Linked DNA regions of Arachis hypogaea: region 1 is linked to region 2. The links are chromatin contacts, called in public Hi-C maps. All regions are on one chromosome and are shown on one strand. The core of a region is the stretch at or near the end of the contact, and the rest is flanking DNA. Distances in the headings are between cores, read along the strand shown. Region 1 has its middle 7.0 kb from the start of LOC112768873. Region 2 holds the start of LOC112765501 (protein SMAX1-LIKE 6).

Region 1 (3,171 bases), core at 338-2,837, 77 kb after region 2:
CTTAGGGTCTCTCCATAGCCAAACAAAAGCCTCTCCTCGTTAATTTTAAGCTCTCCTAATTCTTTCTCTTTTTCTGTCATTTTTCTAACACTACCTACAAGTTTGTCAATCTCTAAAACCTAAAAACCAAAAAAAAATTCTTTTCCTTTCGACGCACTCCTCTCACTTCTCAAAAGTGGTCCACCATTGTTCTCTATCCTATGCACCGCCAGACCGGAGCCAGATTGCTTGTTGCTGGCGCTCATCTTCTTATCTTTGTCACTGTTCCTCTTCTCTTTCTTGCCGTTTTCTCTTCTCTTCCTTAACGTTCCTCAACAGCCTCCTTCGTTGCATGGTTAGTTGCCGCTCGTCGCCTCTGTCATCGTTGCCTCGCCGCCTTGTCCATCGCAGTCACACCACCTCACCACTTTTGTTCTATCAATTTCCTGCTTTCTGTTCTCGTTAGGTTCGCGTTCGCATGCTGACAGCTCATGATTCATCATTTTCGCATAGGCTTTTGCGATTCTGACGTTCTGTTTCTATTTTCTACAGTGCTATTTTTGTAGATCTGTTTCTGCTTCTATTATTAGAAAATTATTGTTGTGGTTTAAATTTGGTACTATTGTTAGATATTAAAATTTTTTTCATTGATTTAAATTTTTGTTCTGATTGATTGTTTTTTTCTACTTCTATTTTAAATTTTTGTTTTGGTTGATTAATTTTTCAAAAATTGTAAACTTCGTTCCTGAATTGAAGCCATGTTCTTTGTCTTTATTAGGGTTCCAGAAATTTTGGAGACAAAAGGATAGAGGGTTAGGTTTAATTTCATTTAATAATTTAATTTTAAAAAGATTTTATCTTATGTGGCAACAAATTGCTATGTCATTCATAGTAATAGTGCCATTTTGGACCTAAAACATTACATGTGTACAATTTTATTAACGGAGGCACACGTCTATTGCCAGAAAGGTGAATATATATATCGAAACAAATAAATTGTATGTACACATAACTCATTAAAGGATTTAGATGTAATTGTAACCACCATATAAACTTTTAAATGTATTTTTGTTTATAATAATAAAATAAGCATTAACGATATATTTTCATTTTATTTAAGAGTAATTTAATCTATTACACAACTATCAAATTTATTTGATTTATTCATTTTTTCAATATTATATGCTTTTATTTTTAATCAATAGTTTTGAAAGGAATAGAACAGTTTTGGTTTTGCATCTCTGCTCATTCTGAGCATTGGTGTTTTTCTTTTTTTCTATAAGATTTATTTATGGAAAAAAAAAACTACATAGTAAATAAAACAGTATGGATCCTCAACATAAGAAGAAATGGAATTTCCAACAAAATATCAAAAAAAAAAAAAGAAAATCATTAACAAAACAATATAAATCTTTGAGGCAAATAATTCCAACAATTAAAAAAAAAAAATAAAACAAAAAACTAATAACGAGGAACCGCTTTTTTTTTTTTTTTTTGGCCTTAAGCGGCTTTCTTTTAAAACTGTATTGGCAAGCTATATACATCGCATAATGGTTTTCTTTTTTTTATTGGGATTGAACGGATTTCTTTTTTATGTAAACCACCTGACACATTATGTTAGGTAGTTATGACCGGTCCAAGCATGATCACAGTGGCCAATAGGAATAATTGTTTAGCCCATTGGGCTGCCCTTGATTTATTCATTTCTTATTATTATTTGATTATTATCATTTTTTTTATATCTTGAATCTTGATTATTACTATGGTTTTGAAAAACAGATCGGTTATCGAATCACTCTAGTTATTAATTTATTGATCCAACTAGTTCAATATTGTGATTCAAGTAAAAAAATCGTTTTATAATATAATAACAAATAAAATATAAATAAATATCTTAAAATATAATTATAATTTAATATAAACTTTAAAAGTCTTTTAAATTTAAAGCACTACATAAAATATTATCAACCAAAGTCATATGATCTTATCAAGTGAACTTAAAAATTAAATAACAAAAGAAAATATCCAAATAGAAAATGACAACATGAAAGTTTGTTATAATATTAACAATTTAATACCCATTATATTATTATTGAAATTTTTAATACAATCACAAATTAAAAACAATTAAGCTCAAAGCATAAACACAACACAACATAGAATAAATGACCATTTGTACCCATAAAAGATGAAAACGTTGACATATGTGCCCATACGAGATCGAAACTAAACTTGTACCCACGCAACATGCCTTCCGTGTGACAAAAGTATCCTGGCTTGGATATGCACTTGCTTCGTGGTTATTCGACTCTACGTGGCACTCCAATCCTCCAAAGCCCTATCTATGTGGAAGTGAACAATTTTTTTCGCTAAGGGTTTGGAAAAAGAAGTACATTTTGCAGGAGAATATGTTGTGCCCTAGCAGAGGTTCATCGTCGCCGTCGTTCCATTCCCAATTCGGAGAAGACGACCGAAGCACTCCCCAATCGATCACCATGAAGACGTAATTGAGAATCGTGCATAGATTAGCGAGCAGAGCGTCATACCAGGCTTTTCGTCATCGACAGCGAAGATGTCACTCCCTTTGATCCGCGAAGAACAGAGGTATGGCATTGCCACTTTTGATTAATTTCATATGTCATTGCCACTAGTTAGATAGATTCTGTTACCTTATCAAACCCTGTGATTAATTTTATATGTTTGAGAATCGTTAGAATAGTTGGTTGATGGTTTGTGTTAGCTGCAGTTACAGACAATGTTTTCTTAGATTGTATTGTTTAATTTTATTTCCAAGAATGACCACCATCTATATAACTGTGTCTATTAATCATAGAGGACAGTTTGAGAGAGGGGCATGTGAGAAGGTTAATTACGTTGGTGGAAAAGTAACAGAGATTGAGAGGGTTAACATTGATACCCTCAATCAAGGTTGCGAGAACTGGACTGGTCAATAAACCAGTAAGGTCACTGGTTCACAGGTTTATTGGTTCGACCGGGATTTAATCGGAGTACAACCGGTTTAATTAAATATTAAATAAAATTATTAAAAAATCTATATATAATTTTAAATATATAAATTCAATCATTTCTAACTAAATAAAATTCAAAATTTCACAATTTCACATAATAAATTATCCATAATTTAATATTAGAAGTTCACAAACAATTTCAATCATCAAAATTGATAACTAA
Region 2 (3,336 bases), core at 600-3,099:
AAGATACAAATCGCCATTTTAACCAATAAAAAGGTAAAAAGACCAAAAAGAAGAAAAAGGATAAACTATAAAGAAACGAAAGAGACGCACCTGGATTTAGGGTAGAGTCCTTCCATTGAAGGTGTAGCAGACGTGACGGTCATAGGATACAGATCCCAATCTTTTTCCACATTTGGGAACAAACCCAATAACTTTGAATACGCATCACACTTCTCCGCCACCCCAACCAACCAAACCTTCCCTCCACCCCCACCACCGTCCAACAACAACCTCGTTATCCTCGAAAGAACAAACCCAACAGCACCACTATCCACTCCATCTTTAACAAAAGCCGCAACATCCCCAAAGCTCACAACAACACCACCACCATTGGAGCATTGATCGGCTTCTCGACCCAACTCCTCAAACCTCAACCCCATCTTCTCCTCACTCATGGCGCCAGAAATCAAGAATTCTTGAATCTCGTTCTCCACCGAGATGACATTAACCGCAGCCATTTCTGGTGGGAACATTGCAACACCACGACCCTTCTCGATCATCTCAACGAAGCTTCTGAGCGCGGTTTTCGCGTAAACACCCATAAGCAAAGGGTTTCTCTTGTTCTTCCGCGTTAGAATATCCGCAACCCTTCTGCAGTTCTCGTCCAGGAATGGGAACCCGGAAGAGAAACCGGGTCCGGGTCGACCCGAGTCAAGACTGCAGAGGAAGAGAGGGGGCGGGTAGCGCGTTCTTGAGAAGATTCTGGAAGAAGGCGGAGGGTTAGGAGGCTGAAGAAGTGCGAGTTTTATGTCGGGGCTCCGAAAACCCGCTTCGCCGAAGACGCGACTCACGATTGGATCATCTAAGATTGAAAGAACGAAGTGTTTGAGCTCAACTTTCAGAAACGATGCGGTTCCTTGATTGAACTGAGGGTTTTGGTGATTGTGGATTTGCATCAAGTGGAAGGTATCCGGGTGGCGCCGTTGGTTCGCCTGGGAGCGTTTTATGGCCGCCATGAGGGAATTCGACACCGGAGGTCCGTCGTCGTCGGCGGTGGAGGAGGTCGATGAGGGTTTAGAGGAGGGGAGGCGGTCGAGGGACACGCCGACGGAGAGTTCTAGGGCGCGCAGCTGGAGGCGCGGGGAGACGGTTACGGCTGCGGCTACGGCGGTGACGACGGTGCGAGATCGGGTGATTGCGTCGCGGAGGGAGGAGGAAGGGAGGGCCAAGAGAGCGGAGACTGCGTGGAGGGAGGTCGTCTGGGCGTGGCTCCGGCGACGCGCCACCGCGACAGCGTCGTCGAGAGCACGTGCCGCCTCGTCTGTCAAGCATTGCCTCGCTGCGCTTACCGGCGTCGGCATCGCCGGCGAGCATGTATCGGTACTAAGAGAGCTCTATATGTATAAATAAAAATAATAATATATATGCAAACTCTATAATTATCTATAAGAGTCTATAATAATAGTAATAATAATGATGATGATGATGGTGATTAATTTAATTTAATTATTATGTATGTGATATATCATATATGATGATGGATGAGTATGAGGACGCTGACAAATGAAGGGGAAAATGTGGCGTTTGTGTGTGTGTGAAGAAGGAAAAGGGGTTTGAGGTTTGGGTTTTTGTTGTTGAGAGAGTATGAATAATTTATTGGAGTTTGTATGTTAATTAAATGAGAGAAAGAAGAAGAAAGAATAGGCAGATAGAGAGAGAGAGTGGTGACCCTGTTTTGGATGATTCTTTGATGCTGGTGCCTGGTGGTAGTCTACCAGTCTCGCAGATGATGATGTCTTTTTAATTTTTACTGATTATTATTATTATTATTATGTATTTATATGATAAAAAGTACTTTTTAAATACTATGTGGATCTTAATATCGTACTTTTTCCTTTTAAAAGGAGAAGGTTAATAAATTCAAAAATATAAATTTCATTATATTTAAATTAAATGATAACATGATGAGAAAAAAGGGTTTCAATTCATATGCGAGACAGCGAGAGCAAAGATATTTTCACTTCTAAATTTTAATAGATTATAAATATAGAGTTCTGAATTGACAACGTAATCCAATTGACCATTTTTATATCTTTTAAAATGAGAATTTAATTTTGATGTATTTGTAATATAAAATATTTTATATAATTATTTAATTATTTTTATATTTTTATAATTATTTATATAATTACTGTAAAATATAATTATTTTTATTAACATAATATTATATAATTAGATATATATATATATATAATTATTTTATATTTTAATTTTTTTTAAAATAAATTATTAAATTTAACAACTTTTTCTTTTTTTTTGTGTAGTAACACTTTTATTTTTATTGAATTTAAGATATGGGAAATCTTTTCTAAAATTATACTCTGAATTAAATCTTAATTTGTCTTTATATATAGCATGAGTATATTTTATACAATATAAATGTTTAATCATATATATAACACTTTCTTTTTATTGAAGTGATGATATGGGGAAAATGTTTCTAAGAATATAATATGTGAAAAAAAAAATCTTAATTTGTAAATTGTCATCAAATAATAATTTTTTTGCATCCGTAAAAGATTGTGAAGTATATTATCACAAACATGATTGGATCTTATATTATGATCAGTAATTTATAAGTGAAAATATTTTATTCTTTAAAATATTAAAATATCAATACATTAAAATAAGAGTAAAGTATCGTTTTTGTCCCCAACGTTTGGGGTAAATTCTATTTGTGTCCCTAACGTTTAAATCGTCTTATATTTGTATCCCTAACATTTGTAAAAGTGATTCAATGTTATCCTGCCGTCAATTACACATTATGAACGCTTTAGTTTGAGTTTTAAAAACCTCTTCTTGAAATTAGAATATAAATGTTTTGGATAGAATCGATGATCTACTTTAAAAAATAGCTCATCAAATGTTGAAACTAATTCCTGCAACATTTACATAATTTACTTTTCTAAGGACATAATTGAATCTAAACACAAATAGTGGATATAATATTAAAATCGATCACATTCAAGTGAGACCTAATTGAGAATGAATACATTCAAGTGAGAATAATTGAAAAATATAATCTAATTTGTTAGTATAATTGATAATAGAATAACATTGAATCACTTTTATAAACGTTAAGGATACAAATAGGACGATTTAAACGTTAGGAACACAAATAGGACTTACCCCAAACTTTGGGGACAAAAACGATACTTTACTCTTAAAATAATTTTTATTATAAATGCGATATAATAATAGATAAATAAGTTAATTAGTAAAATACTAATATATGATCATTTTGTACGAAATTATACATATGCAACTGATATTTATAAGTTAACTGATGGTCTCTCA

The links. Hi-C and Micro-C count contacts between places; a contact is called where the count stands out from the background.
Region 1: a contact with region 2 is called in a Hi-C map of leaf, with 2.2 times the contacts expected there. The contact joins the enhancer-like site here to the promoter of LOC112765501 in region 2. A contact is called at or near these places in 2 of 8 Hi-C or Micro-C datasets (leaf and an unstated tissue).

Annotation. Positions count from the first base shown.
Region 1 is chr17:27,917,899-27,921,069 of arahy.Tifrunner.gnm2.J5K5, forward strand. No RefSeq gene overlaps it. Among protein-coding and RNA genes, the nearest start is that of LOC112768873, 7.0 kb to the left of the region's middle. Within about 2 kb of position 1,588, at least 2 of the 3 cell types and tissues checked have open chromatin away from gene starts, as enhancers often do.
Region 2 is chr17:27,840,893-27,844,228 of arahy.Tifrunner.gnm2.J5K5, forward strand. It overlaps LOC112765501 (protein SMAX1-LIKE 6), which reads right to left and starts at 1,850. Exons shown (of 3, transcript XM_025811398.3): 1 at 91-1,850. The coding sequence starts at 1,340.